2 separate regions of the Mustela erminea genome follow, and region 1 is linked to region 2. Evidence: chromatin contacts called from public Hi-C data. All regions are on one chromosome and are shown on one strand. Each heading gives the region's core, a stretch centred on a gene start, on an enhancer-like site or on the middle of the called end of the contact. The rest is flanking DNA. Distances are from core to core; before and after follow the strand shown.

Region 1 (6,960 bases), core at 177-2,676, 61 kb after region 2:
GGAGGTGGGGGGGGGGGCGCTCTGCCACCCCTGGAGAAAATGGCAGCAGAGGCTGAAAGACACCCGGGGAGAGGGCACAGCAGGGGAGGGAGGCAGCTCGAGGTCGACTTCGGGGATTCAAGAATAGATTCTGGTACTAATTAGCCGTGTCTGATTTTAGGCAGATCGCAAACTCCCCAGGCTCCCAGCTCCCCGTTTGTAAAATGAGGTGACCCAACTCAGTTTTCCTCCTTCCAGCGCTAAAATCCCACTAAAAATTTTCCAGTCCAGAGCAAACATCAAGCCTGTGTCTGGAGGGAGCCATCTGCATCTCAGTAATATTCCGTCCTTAAAAGTGGAGAAGAACGATTGAAGTCAAACAGCTCATGGCAGGGATGGGGTGGGGGGGTGGTGATGGGATGCAGGCGGGGAGGGGGGCGAAAAGGGAGGGCCAGTACCTGCTCCCCGATGTCTTCACAACCACTGTCATTTACAGGAGCCAAAGGGGTTTTGAAAAGTACCAAGTTTCTCCAGTTCCCATGTCACTATTTAGCTGCCACTCTACCGTGTCATTAACCTCCCTTATCCTCTCCGAATTCACTGCCCTTTTGTAGGTTTCACAATGAAGCCCCTGGAAGTGAAAGAGGACGAGTGTGACCACCCAGTCGTGGGGTCCAGGCTTTATTTATTTTTTAAAAAGATTTTATGTATTTATTTGACAGAGAAAGATCACAAGTAGGCAGAGAAGCAGGCAGAGAGAGAGGGGGGAAGCAGGCTCCCTGCTGAGCAGAGAGCCTGATGTGGGGTTCCATCCCAGGACCCTGAAATCATGACCTGAGCCGAAGGCAGCGGCTTAACCCACTGAGCCACCCAGGTGCCCCGGGTCCAGGCTTTAAACCACGGTGTCCCGCCACTCCTCACTGTCTCTGCTTGTTTCCCTTCCAGAAAGTGAGGCATCTGCTAGGTCAGTCTCGGGAGCCCCCTTCCACCTCGCGCATTGTAGACTAGTAAGACCCGGGGCATGCAAGCACCCCAAGTGTGTTCCAGAAAATTAAGAGCATTTGATAATTACAAGGGGATCCGGCACGAATTTTCAATTAATGGGTGACTTTGATACAATACGGAGGAATGACAAAGCACAGGAAAGGGGAAGAAAAGGCAGACCTGGGCTGTAAACGGGAGAAAGGGAGAAAAGGAGGGAGGGAGGGAGGCGAGAAGCCCCCGAAAGGGAAGAGCCGCCCGAGTTAGGTGAAAGAGCGGAGGGACTGCCACGAAGGCCGGGACCCAAACCCAGCTGCCCCATCCCCCCACGCCATTCCCTGGCACAGCACAGGGGTTGGGGGCGGGGTGCGCATGCGCGCTGGCGCTCTGCGCCAACCGCCACCGCTCACGGAGGCGGCCAGGACCGGCTGGATCCGGTTAGAGCCAGCGGTGCCCGCCCGCGAGCCGGCGCCTCACAAAGGGAGGCGGCGGCTCACGGCCCGCGTATTCCTACGCCGGGCGGGTGTGGGGAATGCGCTTATGGCGCACCCTTCCCCCATCCTTTGTCCCCGTCCTGCAGCTTCGGGCCGTTTGGGGCCTCCGGTAGGCGGCTTTCCGCAGCCCTCCCCGCGCCCCGGAGAGTCTGGACGCGGAGCAGAGTTTGGCCGAGTGGAGACGGGGTGGACGCGCCCCCCTCCCCCAACCCACCTCTCCAGATTCCGCTTTAGCCGCGTGGAAACCGGATCGGGAAGCCCCCGGCGCCATTGTTGCTTAAGTTCTTCCGCCTCGCCCGGCGTCAAATTCCCCCTCCGCCGCCCCGAGAAACGAGGTTTTTCTCAGAAACCCTGTTATCCAGTGCTTAGTCAGCTTTCCCTGTAGTTGGGAGACTCCAGGGGGTGCTTTGGAAGCAAAACTCAAACTACTGAAGGGAAAAGCTTTGGGTTTGGAAAAGAGCTTTTGTTTCCCCTGCAACTCCAGTTTAAAACACCTCGGGAGTGGAGCCAAGCCAGAGATCATTAATACAGACCCTAAAAACACAAAACTGTAGAAAAGCAAACCCATAAAGAGAGTTTCATGACTAATTCAGGAAATGTTGCAGGACAGGCTGCCTAAGGTCGTTGTGTCTTTGGAGGCAAAACCTTTGGCGTTTGGGGATCAAACTTGGTTTTGACAGATTGGGATTTTGAGAACTTTAATGAGAAGAATCTTAGTTTAGAAACGTTCACTATGGACAGAACAGAAAATGTAGGCATGGTCTGAAAAAGGCAACCAAAAATGTGGGGGGTCTACCTAGTATTTAGTGACTGCAAAGACGGGGACATTCAGCGCACAAAGTAACTAACACAAGTCGTGTCCCCCCCCCCCACACCAGGCGTCGTCAGGTCGCAGCAAGCCCCCAAGTTGGCCCTCCAGCTCCGATGCAGGGGACAGCCGTGCATTGTGGCTTCTTGAGCCATTTTCTAGAAGTGGATTTCCCCATTTAGTACAATTCTTGAGCAGATATCCCGGAACATTTGGGCTTCTCCTACAACAGGAAAACCAGAACTTGTCCAGTATAACCTGAGAACCAGCTCCCAGGACCTGAGGCGGTTTGAGAGGGACAAACGGACGCTTTGCTTAGCTAAGATGGCTGCGGTCTGTCGGTCAGGCTGATGCTCGGTTATATAATGGCAACGAAGGCCGTCCGCAAACCCATTTTCACCTCCATTCAAAAAGCACTAACTAGTACCTCCTGCACTCCCGAGAAATTATAAAAGGTATTTGAAAAGCTACTAAAAAAAATTCCCAAGTAATGGCTGAGTTTAGGGGAGCCGTTTGCTCTACTTCAATGTGACTTTTGTTTTTGCCTAAATCTTCAGCTGACATCTGGCTACCAACTTTTGAATATTTCCGGGTACACAGTCGGTAATCAGGCTGCCTGAACCGTCACGAAAAATCTAGAAAGCCTTGTAAAGCTTGATTCTATTTTTAACCCGTCCGAGGAACTATTTTTGCGTCCCTCACAAAGGCGGCGGAGGGTTATTGAGATCGCGGCGTGAGGCGACCATGGGCTATAAATACGCCTCTCCGGAGCGGTGCGGCAGGCATTCAGGCAGCGAGAGCAGGAGCGGCTGGGCAGGCAGGAGACGCAGCTTGAGGAGACTGCAGATAAGTTTTTCTCTTAAATAAAAGCTAGGAATGATTAAGATTCTTAAGGAAATGTAAATAGCGATAATACTGAGATACTGCTTAGTTTTAAATTCTTAGATTAATCTTTTAAAAACGTAAACAGAAGATCTTAAAGAACAGTTTAAGAAATAAAAAGCTCTTTATAGAACCAGACGGAGGTTAGGAGGTGAAGCTTCTTAATGGAGTGGAGTAAACCTAATTTTTTAAAAAAATAGCTAAAAGGACGGCAAAGTCCGACATTCAGAGAATCTTTAAATCGAAGGGCAGCCTTTTAGGTTGAAGTTAAAATGTAAATGATCTAAATAGCGCTTAAATGTTCCTTTAAAAAAGTTATAGACGCTTAAAACTAAAAGTTGTCTTTTAAAAAGGTTAAAGGCGTTATAAAAGCCCTTCGTGGCGCCGCGAGCTCGGTTGCGTCATTTGAAACGTACATGTTAAGGTATGACTTGGCTAAAAACTAGCGGCAGGATGGATGTAAATTTGGAGATTAGAAAATTGGAGACCTCAGAAGACAGAAGTACAGGAAGGTGAAGACTTACAGACAGAACTACAGGAAGGTGAAGAAATTTAGAGAAGATAGGAAAATTGGAAGAAAAACGTCTTTTAGAAGACAGAAAAATAGACCTTGAAGGCAGGAAGAAGAAGAAAAGGAAACTAGAAAAAGAAGGCACCTCAGGTCTCAGTTACAAGTTGAGAAGTAAGGTGGAAAATACGGTCAGGAAAGGTATCTCAGGTAGAGAAAGGAAAATAAGCTAGGACAGCTACTGAATACAAGCGCACGAGATAGACGTCAAAAAGAAGATAGAAAAGGTTAATCCAGAAAATTCGCTAAAGCTCAAGAACAGGAAAACTAAGGAAATTAGTTTTTAAAATTCTTACTGGAATTTCTGCTAAAAGCCCAGGAGTTCGATTTCTGGTGGTGCAGAAGCTAGCTTGGAGAAGATGAGGGTGTCAGCTACTGTAGCCCGGGACCGGCTTAGAAGAATTATCCCGAAGCTAGAGGGAAGGTTAAAAAAACCGCTCTTGACAGCTTTTGCTACTAAAAGGACTGAAGTTACTTAAGAATTCAGGCAGAATATTTTTGGAGAGTTAACGTGAGTTTAAATGCAGTAGCGTTTAGTGTCCTGGCGAATTTAAAGATTCATAACAAGTTAATTCAAGATCAAGAGTAACCAGCAGCTTAACCTTTCCCCACTGGACTTGAGCTAAGATGGTCTCAAATGCCGAGGACTAGCGTAAATTGGCAGCGGACCCAGGGACTGCGCAGACGTGGCAGCAGTGATCTAGGAAGAGAGGAGCGGCAGACAGGATCCGGGCGCCGGTGCCGGTGAAGCTAGGACTGAGCAGCGGGCAGCAGTTCAGCAGTTCGTGGTGAAGATAGGAAGGAAAGCGGAGTCCGGGAGCCGGTGCGGTTTGGTGAAGGAAGGAAGGAAGGAAGCTAGGAAGACAGACGGAGCCCGGCCCGTGCGGAGGTGGAGCTAGGCGAGGAGCCCGCGGGGCGGCGGCAGGCCGAGGAGGAGGCTAGCTAGCGCGTCCCAGCGCCGCGCCCGGGGCGCCCGGCCGCAGGGAGAGCCAGTGGTGTGGGGAAAACCCGAGAGGTCGGCTCGCGGGGTGTTTGGATCCGCAGTGTGGTAACCATCGCTTTGACGGTAACGGGGAGTTGCGGCCCGAAGCGCTGAGGGTCGGTGGGGTGTAGGCCGGTCGGGTGTTGTAGGTTTCTCTTTTTTTCAGGCTTGTTTTCTCATCTTGTCTGAAGCTTATGAGGGCAGACTCCTGGCCCGGAGGAATGGTAGATGGCAAGTTTTTTGTCTTAACCAACATGAATGCCATAGAACAAACGAGACAAGTTTCTGAGTTTTTACTTGTAGCTTGGGGTGTGAAGCCTTTCAGTGTGATGACTAGATGACCTATTTCTTCCCTTACCCTATGAAGTTTACTAAATGCGGAGTTTGGGTGTGTAATTATGGGGGGAAAAGTTTTTTTTTTGTGGGCATGGGGGGGGCAAAATATGTTTGAGTTCTTTTCCCCTTAGGTCTGTCTAGAGTCCCAAAGGCAAGTGACTCAAGGTAACAGAAAAAAAGAAAATCCAGTATCAGGATAAGCAGAACATCACAGGTTTACAGTTTCTAGAAACTAGAGCACGAGCAGCTCTCTTTTCAGTTCTGTGGCGGAGCTGTCCATTGGAGAAATGGCTGGTAGTTACTCTTTTTTTCCACCCCTTTATCAGAATTTTAATATGTAACCCCTTAAATTTGTTACATTATTTTGGGGTGGCCTTTCCAGGGAAGAGGGTGGGGGAGAAATTTTTCTTTTAAGATTTTCCACAGATGCTCTAGTACTATTGACAAACTGGGGTAGAGGAGGATTGTACTGCTATGCTGTTGGCACGAACACCTTCAGGGATTGGAGCTGCTTTTTTCCTTGGAAGAGTATTTCCAGTTGAAGCTGAAATGGTACAGCACAGTGCAGCTTTGGTTCATAATCAGTCTTCTCAGGAGCACTTCAGAAGAGCTTGACTAGGCCAAATGTTGAAGTTAAGTTTTCAAGTAACGTGACCTTCACAATTTTATTAAAGGGGAGGGGAGAATTTTGGCAGTTGGCAGTGGCCTGTTAATGGTTGGGATTTGGGAGGGTGGGGGTTAGGTAATTGTTTAGTTTATGATTTCAGATAACTCATGCCAGAGAACTTAAATACTTAGGATGGAAAAACTAAAGAAATCTCAACTTCCAAGTTGGCAAGTAACTCCCAATCCTCTAGTTTTTGTTCCCCCCCAATTTTTTAAATTGGGCAGCTGGGGAAGTTCATGAAGATCCACTGGGTTCAGAGTGTAGGGCACGGGGGAAGAACAGTAAGGAGGACTGGGGGTTGGTTTAGCCCACTGGCTGACATAGGGAATATTTTGGGAATTTTTAAAAAAATGGCTAAAGTTGTTTGGATATGGTAGTGTGCGGTTCTCTTTTGGAATTTTTTTCAGGTGATTTAATATAACTTAATACTACTATAGGAGCTTCAGAGCAAAGGAAGTGGCTTAATGATCCTGAAGGGATTTCTTCTGATGGTAGCTTTTATATTCTCAAGTAAGATTCTATTTTCAGTTGTGTATAAGCAAGTGTGTTTTTTTTAGTGTAGGAAAAGTATTTTTCCTTTGTATAACTGCAAACAAGATGTTAAGGTATGCTTCAAAATTACTATATGTAAATTGTTTAATTTCTGAAAAAGAGGGTGGGGCTTTGTGGGTGAGGGAGGGGAAACCTTTTTTTTTCTGTAGACTTTTTTCAGATAACAACTTCTGAGTCATAACCAGCCTGGCAGTATGATGGCCTAGATGGAGAGGGATCAATCAGCTCCTTGGTGAATGATAAGTAAAGGCAGAAAAGATTATATTTCATACCTCCATGGGGGAAAAAGCATAACCCTGAGATCCTTACTACTGATGAACGCAATTGTCTGCATATGCAAAAAAAAAAAAAAACAAAAAACAAAAAATGAAACAATTTAAAGTTAATGGAAAAAAAAGAAAAAATAAAGTTAATGGAATCTACCATATAAAAAGTTAATGGCCTATCAAGCTATACCCACAAAAAAGAAATGATGAGAAATAATAAAATGAATTATGAGAAAAACAACGAAGATCAAATGTCCATCTCAAAATACTGCTTTTACAAAAGCAGAATGAAATGAAATGAAACGAAAATAATACCAACATTAATCCTGGAATAAAAGAAGCTGAAATAATTCAGAGTGGGATCAAGTGGATTGAAAGGAGGCTGTGCTGTTTGCCAATCTTTCGTTTGCCTCAGACAGGTTTCTCTTCGTTATCAGAAGAGTTG
Region 2 (7,506 bases), core at 4,260-6,759:
GTTTGAAGATTTTATTATTTATTTATGTATTTACTTGTCGGAGAAAGAGTACACGCACAAGCAGGCAGAGAGGCAGGCAGAGGCGGAGAGAGAAGCAAGCTCCTTGCTGAGCAGAGATCCCGATGTGGGACTTGATCCCAGGACACTGGGATCATGGCCTGAGCTGAAGGCAGTGGCTTAACCCACTGAACCACCCAGGCGTCCCTCCCCTTGTTTTTAGAACATACCCCGCAGCCTCCCCACCTGGGGTCTTTGCTCAGCGCTCCTTAACCCCCTCCCCACCCTGGCGTCCCAGTACACCCCCAGCCCACATTCCCTGCACCCACAGGACCGCCATCCTTGTCCTTGTCCTCAAAGGGATCAGACCTTTCTCCCCTGGACACCAACACCCTGGTCAGTGTCTGACTCCTCCTCCCTGCTGTGCAGCCCTAGGCAACTTACATCATGTGTCTGGGCCTCTGATGCCTCATCTCTAAAATGGGGATGGTAGCCACACCTTACCCGTCCGGCTCCTGGGAGATATGGGAGGCCTGTGTCAGGATTCCTTCCCATGCCCACGGGCAGAGCAGAGTGTGGCACACAGCCACAAACAAGAGGCGGCCCCTGCTTGCCAAGCCCGAGAAGCAGTCAGCAAGCTTGGGAACCCCCCCCCCCACCGCCGGGAGGCCGGGAGACCGCTCTGCGAGTCCCAACTTGTGTGTGAAGTGAAGATGTCAGCCCAGCTTAGGAAGTTGTGGGTGACACTCGGGAACAGCCCATGGGGCTGCATCTCTGTGTGACTATGTCGGATCTGCTCCTTCACTCGTCCCTGAAGACCACGTTCCAGAAGGCGCTGTCCTGCATCTCTCTCTGCTCTACCCCCAGGAGGTTCCTGGGGCTGTCATGACAGAGTACCACGGGCTGGGGGACTTAAAACGATGGAAATGTAACGTCTCTCAGTTCTGGAGCCCAGAAGTCCCCAAAGAAGGTGTCAGCCGAGCCGCGCTCCCTCTGAAAGCTACAGAGGACTCCCTCCTCGCCCTTCCCAGCTTCGGGTGCGTTTCCGCAGTCCTTGGCTCATGGCTGCACACATCCCGTCTCTGCCTTTGTCGTCACCTGACTTCTCCCTGTGCGCATCTGTCTTCTTGGGACACCGGTCACGGGGGATTAGGGGCCCACCCTTGGCCATTTCATCTTAACTAATTACATCTGCAACGACTCTGTTTCCAGCTAAGGTCACATGCGGAGGTCCCAAGGGTTGGGGCTTGAACATATCTTTTTGGGGGGCCACAGTTCAACCCTGCATATCACCCTAATGGCCTTTTGGGGGGCTTTTTAGTGCACCAAATGTTGCTGTTTTAAGATACCAGCTGCCTTTGGCTCACACAGGGGCTTCCCTCCCCCAGCCTGACTCAGCCAGCACCTGGCTCCAGAGGACCCTGGACCAGAAGAGGTTGAAGGGGTCCAGTGCAGGGGTCAGTGCAGGGGTCCAGGGTCTTCAGGACCACCTGACCCCCTAATGCTTCAGAACTCAAACAGCAGAGGTCATGGGAACAAGCAACATAAGGCAACCCTTTGTGAGGCTGGGGCACTTCTGGCTCATTCTCTGCCACTGACAGCATCGGGGAGCTTTCGGCCGGCCTCCCCAGTCCCAGCTTCTCAGCTGGACAGGCACAGGTGGCTCCCACTACAACCTCGGCCAGGAGGCTGCTGCAGATCCGGCTCCTGGAGGGGGCCTGGTGATTCATGCTGTGGCCAGCAGCCTGAGGTACATCGAGACACCCACAGGAAGCCAGAGGCCCCACTGGGCTCAGAATACAGCAGGGCAACCCCGGAAGCCTTCACGCTCTGTCCAAGAAGCCAAAGGTTCAGGGCACACGGATCAAGCTGGAAAGGAGCGGTCTGGAGGGACCATGTCTGGGGCCGCTGACACGTGTCAGCAAGCAGTTCCAGATGCCCCTGCACCAGGAGCTGAGAGAGTCCGTGACTGAGTTGTCCAAAGGGTGTCAGCTCAAGGTCCAAGCAGCTTTGCAGGGGACACCAGGGATGGGAAATGACCAGGATCACAAGCCACTTCAAACAGGCTCATGGTCCCTGACTGATGAGCTGGCCACACCCAAGCTCCAGGAGACAAAGGGAACAGAGGACAGATGGGGAGGAGAGTCGGAGATCACTGAAGGCTTTCTAGAAAAGTCCTGACAGGTTCAATATAACAGAGATGAAAGGAGCATCTCTCACAGTGAAAGGGTATGGGTGGGGGGTACAGAACAGGGGCGTCACGCAAAACCTGGCTGTGACCTTGCGCCTGACAGACACTCACAGCCCTGAGGCAAGAGCAGTGGGCGACTTCAGGGCAGATTGTCACTGCTCCTCCTCCCAGGCAACGAGGACATTTTAGAGCCGCCTGATGCTTTATTCCTGTCCCAATCGGAGAAGGCAGGCCGATTACCCCGACGTCACACAGAACAGGGTGGCAGCATTAGCCCTGGGGCAGGACTTCAGTTTCAAGTCCCAGGGTTGGCTGCCCCACCCCCTTTTTTTTCCCCAACCCCCACCAGTTTGACCATTTGGCAGGGGGAGTGGTGTACAGACTTCAGGAGAGTCGGCCAAGGTCACTGCTTGCAGGTCCAGCTATGGCCAGAAGGGGGCAGCTGAGCCCGCCCTTTCCCGGTCCAGCGCCACCGCAGAGGCAGTGAGCTGGCATTTCCGACCCAGACCCCTGTCTTCTGGAACCTGGGGCCAACTGTGGGGCCTTCCATGGGGTGCTGCATGTGTCCCTCCTTCCAGAGCAGGGGCCCTGACTCCCGACAGCCACCACAATCCTACAGCCTATGGTCGGGGGTCCTGGACCTCCAAGAGCACCACCTGGTGAGGGGACCTACTTTTTCCAAAGATCAGGATCCATGTCCTCCAGACAGATTCTGCTTTTATTTTTTTGAATTTTTATTTGTTTGTTTTTCTGTGAAATGGTAATTGAGTCAAAATATTTAAAACAAGGGCTATGTGGGGAAATCCAGGAGGTGGGATGGGCACATCCTGGGTTGCTCTTCCCCCTCCGGCTCTACCCTGTGCGGCAGGAGCTGACTGTCCCAGGCTGGCAGCAACACCCCCCCCCCCCCAGCTGTCTCTCAGCACCTGCCTCCCCCAGCCAGACTCAGCCGGACAGCTATTTTAAACTACTTGTCATAAGTACAATATGCAAGAGGAGGTTAATAATAGTCCCAGCTCTTCCTCCAGACCTCTGTGTCTCCTGTCTATCTGACCTTGGCATTCAGTGGTGGGGATGTTGGGAATCAAGGATACTCTAGGCCAGTGAGAGCACAGGCTTTCCTCAATGTCAAGGTCAGCAGCCTCCAGTGGCCAGGGGCACCACTCCGAGGGTTTCTGCTGTACCTGCAGATGGCCTGGTGCCATGTACACCTTGCTCCCAGGTGCCACGGGGGGGGGGGGCATGGGGGCGGGATCAGGGGTCAGAGTAGAAAAGTCTCCTTCAGTGGTTCAAGGACAATGTAAATGAGCAGTGCTCTGGCAGAGTCATGGTCCAGACAAGACAAGACTCAGGTCTGAGGAGGGGGCTCTAGCAGCAGGACCCTACTGCAAGCGGGACACCTGGCCTTGGGGACTACAGGCGGCTGGGAGAGGAGGGTTTCTTGGGGGCGGTGCAAACTCAGTAGGATGTCAACGTCCCCCAGCTCCCTGCCCAGACGGCCCAACTGTTGCCAGGATTCCTGGGGGATGGGGCTTGGGGAGAGGCTGGCAAGGTGAGTACAGGCCTACGCAAGTGGGACTCAACAGGGAGGCTGAGGAAGTCTGAGGGCCCCTGGTAGGACATAGCAGGGGCTGAAGGAGACGAGGCTTGTGGGAGCAGGTCCCTAGTTCCACAGGACTTCCCTCTGCTGGGGGGTGGGAAGCGATGACACAGGAGCTCAGCATGGGGGGCCGGGGCAGGTGGATCTGGTGCGCGTTCAAGGGCAGCAGCCGCAGGACATAGGGACGTAGGGAGGTGACCGTGAGCTGGCGAAAGAGTTGGCAGAAGGGCAGGGCGAGCTCTAGGCGGAAGGTCCGCTTAGGCAAGACTCAGGGAAAGCAGGGAGCGGTCAGTCGGGCTGGGGTGGCCAGGAGTGTCGGGTGTACGTGGCCGGGAATCCAGGAGTCGGGGACTGACCATATAAGCCTGTTCCTGGAGGTGTGGCCAAGGTGCCAAGTCTGGCTCTAGGCAGGGAGCCCTCAGGAAAGGGCATCAGGGACTGAGAGCCCACAGGCCATGTCCCCTGACAGGAGACTAGGTCAAATATGTAAGGACCCCTCTCCTGCCTTAGGGATCCCCACCACCACCCTCTAGAGTCTGTTCCTGGACACCCTCTCCCTCAAATGCCTTCTGCCGGCTCCACCACACACGGTTCCCCTAGTTCCCTCAGCTGGCCCCAGACATTCAGGGTGAGCTGCTGGGACCCAGGCCACAGGGAGCAGCCCCAGGCCCTTTCTCCTTGTCTTCTGATCTGAGCGTCCAGGCTGGACAGGCCCCCAAACCCGGGCCTGTCATTGAGTTTGTGGGGCTGCTGCTGACCTGGGCACCATTTCCTTCCTTCAGCCCGCCAATACCACAAATACTTGTCGAGAGCCTCACAGTGGACCAAGTGACCTTGACAAAACATGCTTTTGTCAACACATTTGCTGAGGTCCACCGCGTGCCAGGGACTGGGGGGTTTGGGGATCCGGTGGACGGCAGAGCAGACAGAAACCCAGCCCCTCAAGAAGCTCAAGTCCCAGGACCCACTGCAAAGGTGACCCCTGAGCAGAGGCCTGAAGCGGCGGAGGGCCAGCCAGGCCACACGGCCACCGGGCAAAGGGACTTCCAGCTAGAACAATGTCGGTCAGAATTATGAAGTGGAAACGAGAAAAGAATGTCTGGGAGAGGTTAAGACAGGGCCCAGGGCCACACCGTGAGACAGGGGCTGCCGAGCTGAGCCTAGGTTGAGGCCTAGTTTCCTGCCGGGGCCGCAGAGGCTGCTGGGGACTGGGCGGGGGCAGGTTGTGGATCCTGCCTGTGAGGCAGGGCCGGGCGGGGCTGGAAGGGCTCCCAGCCAGCACAGTGACTCTGCAGGTTCCTCTCCCAGGCTCACAGGCAAGGGGCCTCATGGCTCAGGGGCTCCTGTGGGTGGACAGTCAAGGTGACCCGGGCAGCCACAGCTCTGGAACTGGACCTGAGGGGAATGGGATTGGGTTCTGGCACATTCTCTAGTTGCCCTGCCCTTGGTGTGAACCTGAAGTACCACGAGTTTCTTGCCCGTCTTCTCTCCCTTTTCCAAGGGCTCCTACAGGAAATCTGGATGCTTTCCTAGGCCGGTGTGTGTTTGGAAACAAAGCTGAGCTGGTTTCACAAGATGGGGAGATGGCCATGGCTGTGAGAAAGGCCTTGGAACCCAGGCCCTGACCCTGAAAAATCCAGATGCTGCCAAACGCGCCCTTTCTCATACTTTCCCCTCCAGCCCTGGGCTCCTAAGTGTGCTGCCCAGGAAGGACAGGCTTCAGCCACCCACTCTGGTCGGCCCCACCCAGAGATCCAAGTTCCTGTTTACAGCCCTTTCCTGGAACAGCTTGTTTTGATCCAAAGAAACCTGCTGACGCATTGCCTGCTCTCCTGCTCCCTCAGGGTGGAGGTATTTTTAGCCTTATTTGCAGAAAAAGAGGCAGAACCCAGGCCCCTCCTTTGTCCCCCTTACTGTGAGACTGTCTTGACCCCCACCCCCAAGGCAGGACAGGGATGGATGTCTCTGTGTGGTTTTCTACTGTTAAAAAATAAAATTCAACTGAGTAAACTTAAAGACCCAGCTGGCCATATTCAATGATTCATCAATTAGGCCAATGTTCCATCTAATAAACAGAAAGCTCTAAGGCGCCCTACAAAATAGAAGGGCTTCATAGACAGAAATAGGATACGACAAAGAGGATATTAGCAAAAGAGACATTGTTTCAAGCAAGGTCACCTTTCTTTGAAGGGAAGAGCCAAGGGACCTTATGAAACAGCTTACCTCACTAGAGCTGATTGAGAAATTCCAGACTGATTGGTCTGAAACGGCAATTAAGTTAGGTATTCAATCTTGGTGTGGCTTGCCACAAGAGACTCCATTTTTAAAATTTATTTATTTGTTTATTTATTTATTTTAAAGATCTCATTTATTTGACAGAGAGACACAGCGAGAGAGGGAACACAAGCAGGGGCAATGGGAGAGGGAGAAGCAGGCTTCCCACCGAGCAGGGAGTCCTATGCAGGGCTCGATCCCAGTACCCTGGGATTATGACCTGAGCTGAAGGCAGAGGCCTAACGACGGAGTCACCCAGGCGCCCCGTGACTCTGTTTTGGATCGGTTGTTTCTTTTTTAACACTATCCTACTCTGGTCTCTTAAGTACATTCCTTTCCCAAAGAAAACCAGCTGTGTGGAACTGAAGGCCAGGAGAGCTTCTAAACAAGGACTCTCTGAAACTGCCATTTTGTCCTTGACAATGGGTCGGGAGGCCAGGGTGGCTCCAAACACAAGGACACGAAGAAGGGCTTTAGTTCCTTTTGTGATGGAGAATCCTAAACTTTGTAAAATCCTAAAGTTTTTTGTTGCTAATTCCACCTACTCCTAACTTTTTTGAAACATAAAATCTAAGCAAGTTTGTTTCTGGGACTTGAGAACGATATGTGTAAAGGAGGGTAATTTTTAGACTAGAGGAAGAAAAAAGCAAGCTGAGACTTCAAGCTGGGTCCATGAAGCCGCCACAGGGCAGTGACTACCACGGCTCAGGCGCCTTGTAGATAAATAAAGGGCTGACCCCACAGCCTGGGTACTGTGACACAGCAGGAAAAGAATTTGCTCAGTATTATACACACCTCACAGCCTTCTAGAACATTCTGATAGGTAGTTCCCTCTTTCCACACTGTTCTTTCAGGCCAAGTCCCTCCAATCGACCCCTGGAAACGTTGCCAAGACAAAACTGAGGGGGCAGATCTTGATGAACCATCGGCTACCAGAATCTTCCCCTGGTGAAGGAACTCGGGAAGCAGCTGTGGGTTAACAAACCAGGGCATGCCAGCAGACTCTGGTGCTGAGGGTCACCGGAGATGCTGTTTTGCAAGAACAACAGGGAGGGGCCCAGCCCCACCTGCAGATGCCTCTCACTGAGGCTGGAGAACAATCCTTTCCCAGTTTCCTCCCAGTTGTCAAGGGAGCCTATTGTCAGGGAAGGTTTTGTTTGGGGCGGGGGTGGTTGCTCTGGGAGGAGACCTTTGCACATGGAGTTGGTCAAAGAGGGCCTTCTCAGATCTGACCTTAGTCCTCCCTCTACCCCTCCACCCTGTACTTCTGGGGGCGGGGCTGGGGCTGAACAGGGACCACACAGGGTTCTCAAGCTGTGGGTCCCCCTCACCCTGGCAGGGAGATGCCAACTGCCCTTCCCAAAAGCCTCGCCAAGCACTGGGCCAGGCCTGGCCGGGCTCTGGAGAAGGGGCTGAGAGTCTGAAGGGTTTGCTTTTGCTTCTG

What was found. Hi-C and Micro-C count contacts between places; a contact is called where the count stands out from the background.
Region 1: a Hi-C map of fibroblasts shows a contact between it and region 2, with 2.3 times the contacts expected there. The contact joins two enhancer-like sites. A contact is called at or near these places in 3 of 3 Hi-C or Micro-C datasets (fibroblasts, skeletal muscle and spleen).

The regions. Positions count from the first base shown.
Region 1 is chr9:107,412,880-107,419,839 of mMusErm1.Pri, forward strand. No RefSeq gene overlaps it. Among named protein-coding and RNA genes, the nearest start is that of SCYL1, 24 kb to the right of the region's middle. Within about 2 kb of position 1,427, the one cell type or tissue checked has open chromatin away from gene starts, as enhancers often do. A contact at or near this core is called in fibroblasts, where this site is marked.
Region 2 is chr9:107,348,247-107,355,752 of mMusErm1.Pri, forward strand. No RefSeq gene overlaps it. Among named protein-coding and RNA genes, the nearest start is that of FRMD8, 29 kb to the left of the region's middle. Within about 2 kb of position 5,510, the one cell type or tissue checked has open chromatin away from gene starts, as enhancers often do. A contact at or near this core is called in fibroblasts, where this site is marked.